3 separate regions of the Mus musculus genome follow, and all the other regions are linked to region 1. The links are chromatin contacts, called in public HiChIP or PLAC-seq and promoter capture Hi-C maps. All regions are on one chromosome and are shown on one strand. The core of a region is the stretch at or near the end of the contact, and the rest is flanking DNA. Distances in the headings are between cores, read along the strand shown.

Evidence for each region. HiChIP or PLAC-seq counts read pairs in DNA pulled down with a chosen protein or histone mark. Capture Hi-C pulls out chosen DNA fragments and counts their contacts.
Region 2: a contact with region 1 is called in an H3K4me3 HiChIP or PLAC-seq map of embryonic limb bud, with 4 times the contacts expected there. The contact joins the promoter of Stox2 here to the promoter of Ankrd37 in region 1. A contact is called at or near these places in 1 of 39 promoter capture datasets (pre-B cells) and 1 of 115 datasets of contacts at active chromatin or transcription factors (embryonic limb bud).
Region 3: a contact with region 1 is called in a promoter capture Hi-C map of liver, with 5 times the contacts expected there. The contact joins the promoter of Rwdd4a here to the promoter of Ankrd37 in region 1. A contact is called at or near these places in 5 of 39 promoter capture datasets (the HPC-7 cell line, hippocampal neurons, liver and 1 more), 4 of 484 Hi-C or Micro-C datasets (CD4 T cells, LSK cells, double positive thymocytes and 1 more), 2 of 115 datasets of contacts at active chromatin or transcription factors (astrocytes and bone marrow-derived macrophages) and 3 of 9 other capture datasets (adipose tissue, liver and macrophages).

Annotation. Positions count from the first base shown.
Region 1 is chr8:45,998,566-46,001,265 of GRCm38.p6, forward strand. Ankrd37 (ankyrin repeat domain 37) reads right to left here and starts at 1,285. Exons shown (of 5, transcript NM_001039562.1): 1 at 1,052-1,285; 2 at 686-838. The coding sequence starts at 1,078.
Region 2 is chr8:47,288,129-47,290,828 of GRCm38.p6, forward strand. It overlaps Stox2 (storkhead box 2), which reads right to left and starts at 1,274. Exons shown (of 4, transcript NM_001114311.1): 1 at 1-1,274.
Region 3 is chr8:47,532,296-47,534,995 of GRCm38.p6, forward strand. Rwdd4a (RWD domain containing 4A) reads left to right here and starts at 1,350. Exons shown (of 8, transcript NM_203507.3): 1 at 1,350-1,648. The coding sequence starts at 1,625. It overlaps Trappc11 (trafficking protein particle complex 11), which reads right to left and starts at 1,175. Exons shown (of 30, transcript NM_177240.3): 1 at 1,024-1,175.

The sequences.
Region 1 (2,700 bases), core at 35-2,534:
AGGGAGCCAGTGAAAACTACCTTGTAACAACTGGATTATTCCACTAATTGTATTTTTCATGAAGTTCTCTTGCTGTGCTAATACAAAGTTTCCATTAATAAAAACATGCCATCATATTTGCACACATTAAAAAATTAAGGGAATGCCAGCACACTATAGAGTTCTATAGAAGCCAAAGGTTTACAATTAAAAACTTCGTCACACTCTAATGAAGATGAAGACTACTGGAAGAATTGATGGTGGGCATGTTTCCCACATACTATTTCCTGGTTGACTGGAACTTGGACAATAGCAAGTACTTTTAAAAGTACAGTAAATACATGCTATATATATATATTTGAAATGTGGTTCGACTTCACTGAGCTATGCCATAAAAGTAAAATACACACTGAATTGGGAACCGTGGTACAAGAGCAAAATAAAATACACATAAATCATTGCTGATATAATTACATACTGAAAGAGTATTTGGGATTAGATTATTAAAAGAAATCCCATGGCTTGTTTTTGTTTTATTAATGTGGATACTAAAAAGTTCCAAGTTACCATCTTGCAGTATGTATTTTTCTCCTGGAAATTCCTATATGCCTGTTTATACCAACTGAAACGGACATCTAGGAAATGTCCGTGCAGACACTGGGTGGAGGAGAGGGTTGTACATAGCAACAATCGGTTACCTAGTTACCTGTTGGTTGAGGTCAGCACCTGTTTGCAGCTGCCAGAGAAGAAAGCACGCAAGGCCGCCACCTGCAGCTAGGTGAGCAGGCGACTGCTCCTGGGGATCCGGAGGTGCGTTCACTGATGCTCCTGTCTCCAGCAAACTCTTAAGGTCATCCTCCTGCAGGAAAAGAACAGCTTGTCACTGTCCTGTCCCGCTCGAGCCCTCTGAGCTGAAAATCCACCCCTCCACGGAAAAAAAAAGAAAACAAGATCTGACAAGGTTTGACTTGGTAACCCAGCAGTTTGTCACTGTCACGTTTGTTAGAGCTCCTAAGACACACAGACCTCTGGGAGATCTAGCCTGCAGGACTTAAAGGGGCGAGAGTCTCACCTCCAAGTTGCAACTAAGCAACAGCATCGCCCACCTAAAGCAGATGACAAGTGTCCCCGGGAGTTCAGAGAGGCAACACTGGCCGGTAAGAATGCAAGGGACTGCCCCAGTTCGGGAGAATTTAAAGCTCTCGGGAACCTGCAGGGCCGCGGCTCCTCCCCGCCGCTCCCCAGCCTGGGAGCGTTCCCACGGCCTGGTTCTGCCCAGCGCGATGTCCCCAGCCCCGCTGCGGCCTCACGTACCCAAACACTGACATGTGCAGCCTGGAACCCCAAGCAAAAGAGGAGGGGGCGGAGCCTGCTGCGCGGCCTGCCAGCTGATTGGCCAGGCCGACCTCCCCCTGGGTCCGCCCTGTTGGGAGCGAAGCCCAGGCGGCCGCAGCACGCGTGCGCAGTGAAGGTGGTGGGCGAAGAGGGTGGAAGGCCTGGCCTTTGCGCTTTGGCGGCGGCCATGATGCGAGCCGAGCTAGGCACGTACTGCTGGGTGGAGTCAAGCCCTTTTAGCCCTCTGGAGAAGCCGCAATCGCCGGTGCATGGCTTTGTGACTGAGAGCACGCACGTAGCCCGGAAAAGAGGGAAGCAGAAGTAGCCCACACCCATCCACCCCCGCAGGCCCCGCGTCCTCCACCTCCAGCTTGGTCCGAAGGTGCTTCCTCCTGCCCCACGTCCTCCGCCGCCGCGCGCGCCGCAGGATGCTTTGGAAGGGGATGCAGCGGTGGGGCGTTAGAGGGCATGTCGATGAGACTGTGACGGAGGGTTTACCATAGGAGATGCTCTCCCAAACCCAGTGAATTACCTATCAGTCAGTGTTGCCTTTGTGAGCAAGGTGGCAATTCCTGTGAAATAAGCCACCCATTGTCACACGTCCCCTGAGGGTCCGAAACCCGTCCTGGTTCCGGCAATAGCTAGTAAATACAAGGAGTTTGCCAAGGGGATGGCCCTCACTCCGGTTATTAGGAATAATAAGAATACGGAAAGGAAAGAACAAAAGATTACCGTGAAGAAAGCAGCCAAGTGATTTAATGTTAGTGATGTGATCTGCTGACAGCATGAACCCCTGCGCTAGGACATGAGAAGGGCTTCATCAAAACCCAGAACCCAAATTAGAGCATCAGATAAGCCTGAGGAACAAAAGGACTCTTCCCAGGATACTACTACTCAAAGCCTTGAAGTCAGTAAAGTCTGAGAAGCAGACCAAAAGAAACAATAATTTAGGGTGAGATTTTAAAACAAACATGGCATTACTGGTAAAATTCATGACAATGTAATAACTGCAAAGTTTGAATTCCTTTTCATGAACCCTGTTGACTTCTGACTGTAGTTAAAGTTAATGGTAGCAGGTGAAACATAGAGGTAAGAAACTATTAACAGCTGGTTAGACATCAAATAACATGTAGAGTTTACTTGACACAGAAGACCGTGTCGCTTAAAATAGTCTATGTTGTGCTTCTTCCTGTAAATCTTAGCTCCTAAGGAAGTTTTATTTAAATATTTGGCTTCCCGTTTTAATGAGGATTCTTTTTCAATAGTTGTAACAGAAGATATCTGAACCAGTATGGTTTTAAAGAACAGCAAGTTTATCATAGTCACAGTTTTCCCAACAAGTCACAAAATTCTCACCCATTAATTTTCACTAACCAATATAATTCT
Region 2 (2,700 bases), core at 24-2,523, 1.3 Mb after region 1:
CACGACCCGGGAGGACTCTGCGCACATTTTTTCCCCCAGCCCCTCTTCTCGTCGGTGTCTACACCGCCGGCGGCAGGTCCGGCCCTCCCCACGCCCCCCCACACCCCCACGGAGAAGGCTCGGATTTTACACTCGTCCCACAATGCATTCCACTTCATTTGCAATCCGCCGGGCTTCCAGCTTCCAGATTCCTGAGGGGGAAGGCACGTTGGGAGGCTCGGCGGCCGGGAGGGGGCGGCCCGGGTGGGGGCGCCGAGACTTGCAGCGTGGAAGCAATGGGAGCGCAGACAATGGCCCGATTCAGCGCAGGAGTGCTTAGCCAACTGTGCGCCACAGCACAAAAGACCCAAACAAATGAGGAAGCCGAGGCCTCCGGGGGCCGACCCGGGATCGCACGCCCCGGCAGCTTGACCGGTGGGCGGCAGCCCCAACCGCACTAGGAGGCTTCAGCGCGAGGCGTGGGGATGACAGCGTCCGAGTCGCGTCCCCCTGGACCTCCCAGCCGCGAGGGCCGCAGTCCCCGGCGCCCGCTGTCTCTGCTTCTCTCTCGCAGTCCTCGGGAGGCAGTCTTCATTCCAGAGGCTCGAACGGGGGGCGCACGGGAGCACCGGGACCGCCGCTGCGACAACGCAGGAAGAGCCCCGTTGGGTGCTGGCGACCGCGGCGCGCCGTCAGGCTTCCTCCTTCCGAGGCTGGCGGGGGCGCGGGAGGGTGGGGGCGCGTGCCGACACGCGTGGGTCCCCCGCCGCAGGCATACTCTTACTCACGGGCCGCGGTGGCTGCGGAGCCCGGCGATCGGCCCCCGCGCGAGGCCATCGCGGCTCGGGGACTAGCGCGTTGCGCTCTGGCACCGCCGAAAGCGGGACGGCTACCCAGTGTCATGCTAATCTCGGGGCAGCGCGGAGGCTCGGCGTAGATCCCCGCAGCAAAGCCCCAGCGGCGACGGCGACGGCGGCGGCGGCGGCGGCGGCGCGGGGCCTGGGCCCTGCGGATGACACCGCGCGGATCGTTCCACGTCTTTCCGATGGTCCCTCCCCCTCGCTCCGAGGGCTAGCCTTCGTGGGAACGCGCTGATCTGCGGCGCCCGGCCTGGTCCACCTGCGCCCAGCCGGAGACGCGGGGCGCCGCGAACGCGCGGGGACGCCAGGCCCACGCCGACTGCCACGCGCCAACGGCCTGCGCCCTCTGCGATCCTGAGTGGAAGTCACTCCCCAATGGCCTGGTTGCGCTGGCGGGCCCGGGGCCTCTGCACCGCCGGGCCCTGCACAGCTGCTTATGGTCCAAGCACCAATCGCTGCAGGACAGCGGTGCGCGCGGAGGAGGGGGCGCGGGCCAGACGCGAGGTCACGCCGAGTTAAAGGCGCCCGGCCTGGCCGCCAGCCCCGCCACGCGCCGCCACTCCCATTCTTATCCACCACTCTCACCTCCCCATTTGGGTTGCCAAAAATGCGTTTTGAGCTCTAAACAAGGAGAATAAACTTGATTGCCTCTGGAGGTGATCTGTCATTTCCCGTTTGAGCTGGGTGGTTTTTTTTTTTTTTTTTCTTTCTTTCTTTCTTTTTTTTTTTTTTCCTTTTCTTTAATGCATCTGTGACAACGAGACGTTCCCAATCATTTTTAAAGGTGGCATTCCACGCTGATGGGTGACAAGATGCAGAGCCAGCAATAGGAAGCCTTCATGGAAACGTGTATTCAGCAGTCGGAGGGCCCTAAAGGGTTAAGATTCAGGAAGCTCTGGCAAGACATCCAGGAGGCAGAAAGGCAATGAGATCTAGAAGGGAGGCCATCATCCATCTCCAGTATGTGGCTTGGTAATACATAGCCAGAACAACCTCTCTGTGGATACCAAGGGGGTGGGGATAAAAAGCCACAAGTCGCATATAAAACCTATAACTACATCAAGCAATATTAATTACTAACTACAAACCTATTAGCTAAATGTTTAGCGACCTCCTTTTAGATTCAAGACAAGCCTTTAAAAGGTACCCTTTGCTAAAATGGCAAGGAACAGAAAGACGACTGGTTTAGAAGATCAATGTGTAAAGGGCCATAGAGGTGAATTTTTTGTTAATGTTTTCACGAATGGGCGTTACTGACATTCAGGTATCTCAAATCAACAAAACATCAGTTCTCAAGACACCAAAATGGTCACACAAATTTTTGCAGTAATTATGACTTAAGAGGGATTGTGATCATGTGACAACTTTGGTATTCATTCACTGAGCAGATTAAATAGGCAACATACCAAATATGGTCCCATGCAATGAATGGTCCAGCAGAAAAGAAATGCAGGAAGCTGAGTTAAAGCCAAAAGTTGTGCCACATTTTATAAAGATGCATTAACCTCTGTGAGGCATGCCAGTAGCTGGGGCCTAGAGCATGAAGAGCCCCTCAAAGAGTGAAGGGATTGGTGTCCAGGGCCATGGGAACAAGTGCGACGGTCCTGAAGTCTAAACCAGTCTTGGTTTCTGTTGGAAGAAATGCAAGAAGGCCAGTATGGCTGGAGTCAGAGCTGAACAGGAAAGCCGTGGGCGGTGAGGTCAGAGAGAGGGAGCGTAGATCATGCAGGGACTTGCTAGCCATGTTCAAAGTTTTATTTCCTACTCTTGATGGACTGGGGGCCACAGAAGAACTCAAAGCAAAAATACAGCCATAATTTTATAATTTCTATATAGAAGGAGTTTAGAGGGTATAATATAA
Region 3 (2,700 bases), core at 100-2,599, 1.5 Mb after region 1:
TGTTAGAAGGGAAAAGAGAAGTTGGCTCAGAAAGCACTCCTGAAAACCCATCATTGGAGAGGCAGAGGCAGGGGGCAGTTTCAGGCCAGCCAGGGCTATGGAGATATCAAAGACAGCCTCCCAACTCCCCCCCAAAAGAAAAAGAAAGATGTGGGATTTTAGATATATTCTATTTTAGCCAACAATATTTTCCAAACATCATTATAAGTTATCGATGAACTTGTAAAAACCTATTTGTGCATTGTCTTCAAGCCTGTGCGTATTTTATAGGAACTGCACACCCTCCGTTAAACTAGCAGATTTCAAGTGCTCTCTAGCCTTCCCTTAGTTACTGGCTCTCACAGCTGACAGTGTAAATCTTTTCCAACAACGTCATGAAAACTACACCAGCAATCCCGGCTTTATTCTACCTTACAAGCTTGGACACTTGCAATGGTCCTGACTATGCTGTAGGAAAATTTAAAAAGGAACGGAACAGGACAAGTGTTGACTGAATAGATTTCAGTGACACACAGGAAAGAAATCGCTTCCTGATTTCCCGGAAAATAATGGAGAAACCAAGCAAACCATTGACAGAGAGGGAACATGGAGAAGTACAAAGTTAAGTCCTCAGCACCAGATCACCTCGTCAGTGCAATCTATCATAGAAGAGAAACAAGCTAACCCAATCAGAGTATCTACTAAAGAAGACGGCTATCAATAAACAGGTGGTTTGGGATGCAAGTCACCGGCTAACAAGCAAGGATTCAGAGACATCCGATTGCAAAACGCTCAAATGAAGAACCAAAGGGCTGTCCCTAGGATCTCAGCATTAGGCTCTAGTAGCTGCCACTGGGCAAGGAGAATAACCTCAAAGTCCTAGAAACTGACATTATTTTCCTCCACCACTCCCACCTCTCTGGCAATAATTCTTTGCAGGGGAAGGAGAAACGCCAAGATTGCATCGGTGGACGCCAAGGGGAAACGCAGGCCACCAAGCCAGCCGGGATAGCCTGGCCTGGAAGGTCTCTGGGCCCAACTCACCCTGGCCGCACGCCCTGGACCCGCTGCAGCTGCGGCGAGTCGCCGTCAGCCCCGAAAGAGGCAAGAGAGCCAGGCAGGGGCGTCTAGGAATGCGGCCACCGACAAGCAACAGCCCCAGCCGCAGACCGGGCGACAGAAGGCGACACTTCCTTTTCCCCGCCTCCGCTGGCACAGGAAGCACTTCCTGGGCTTGAGTGACAGCACTCCACACCAGTCCTGGAATAGAACGGGTTTCCTTGTTAGGAAGGTGTTCCATTTCCTAGAGGAGAAAGAGTTGGGGGCGGAAAGAGAAGGAGCCAATAGGAGACGCGATCGTGAGAAGGGGCGGGGCTTCCTCGGTACCGCCCATCAGTAACTGGTCAGAGGTCTAGGTGTCCCTTAACGTGATCCCGGTTCCCGATCACACATAACGCGATCCTGGGTTCCCGGCCCACAATCGACTGCCGGTGGCTTGGTGCTGCCGAGGATCTGGAGCGCACGAGGTCGTACCCACGGCTGCGAGGAGGATTTCTCTAGACCGAGGCGCGGAAACGGGGTGCCCCGGCCTCCCGCCCGCTGCCCGCCCGTTCATCGCGGTAGCGAACGCCGTGCGCCCGGCACGATGGGTGCCAACGAGGACCAAGAGGTGAGAACCCAGGACTAGACACCCCTGTCCCGGCGCAGGTCACGACGTGGAGCACCCAGACTTCGCACGTGTCCTTTGCTCTGAGAACCTTCTTCGCCTGTCCGGATGTCCCACGTTGGTGGTTCCCCTGCCAGATAGCACTGGGCAACCTTATGGCCAGCAAGCACGAATGGGTTACGTGAGACTCAGCCTCCCGCTTCCCTCATTTGTCATTTTTGTATTTAGGTCTTCCTAGATTTCCTTGGTAAGATGAGTGTCCTTGGTCCACGACCCTAGAGCACTTGGCCGTCCTTAAATCCCTTGTGTGGCTTAGCGCTTGTGTGTCGAGTTATTCTGTCTTCAAATCTGAACGCCTTTAAATTTGAAAACTTGTGGTCTCGTGGAAAGGGTCGATCGAGTAAGTAAAATCTCTACAGAAAAATGAATGACCCTGGTGTTTCGGTTTCTGTCCATAATGCTCAGTGAAGTCACTCCTCAGTCTGTTGTTGAGGGATATACAATATTTTTGAGCATCCTCATGTCAATCAGAATTTTGTAGTTTGTGTTTTGGTTTTTGTTGTTGTTGTTATTGGTGGTGGTGGTTTGTTTGCTTTGCAAAATATCAAAGTCGGAAGGAATAGGTCCTATAAATCACCTGTCATTGAACTTTCCAACTCTGTAATGTGTCCAGATGAAAAAGGAAAAAGAGCACCCTAGCTTGGTGAACGTGGTAGAGTAAGGATTAGAAGATAAATCCCACCTGGCGGTAGTGGTGTACGCCTTTAATCCCAGTGTTAGGGTGGCAGAGGCAGGCTGATGTCAGAGTTTGAGACTAGCCTGGTGTTCCAAAAATGCCTTCTCAAACAAAGAAGACAAATCTTATGTAGCAGTAGACTCCTTGTGTAGTAGTAGATACATAGTAATTTGTTGTTTGTTTTGAATATGTTGCTTAAAAATTAACATTTGACAATGTGGGTGTTAATAGAATCTAGACTACAAATACTCCATACAGGAACCCCACATTCACAAGGTAATTGGTATCTGAATATCCTGCTAAAATATTCTTACCAGTT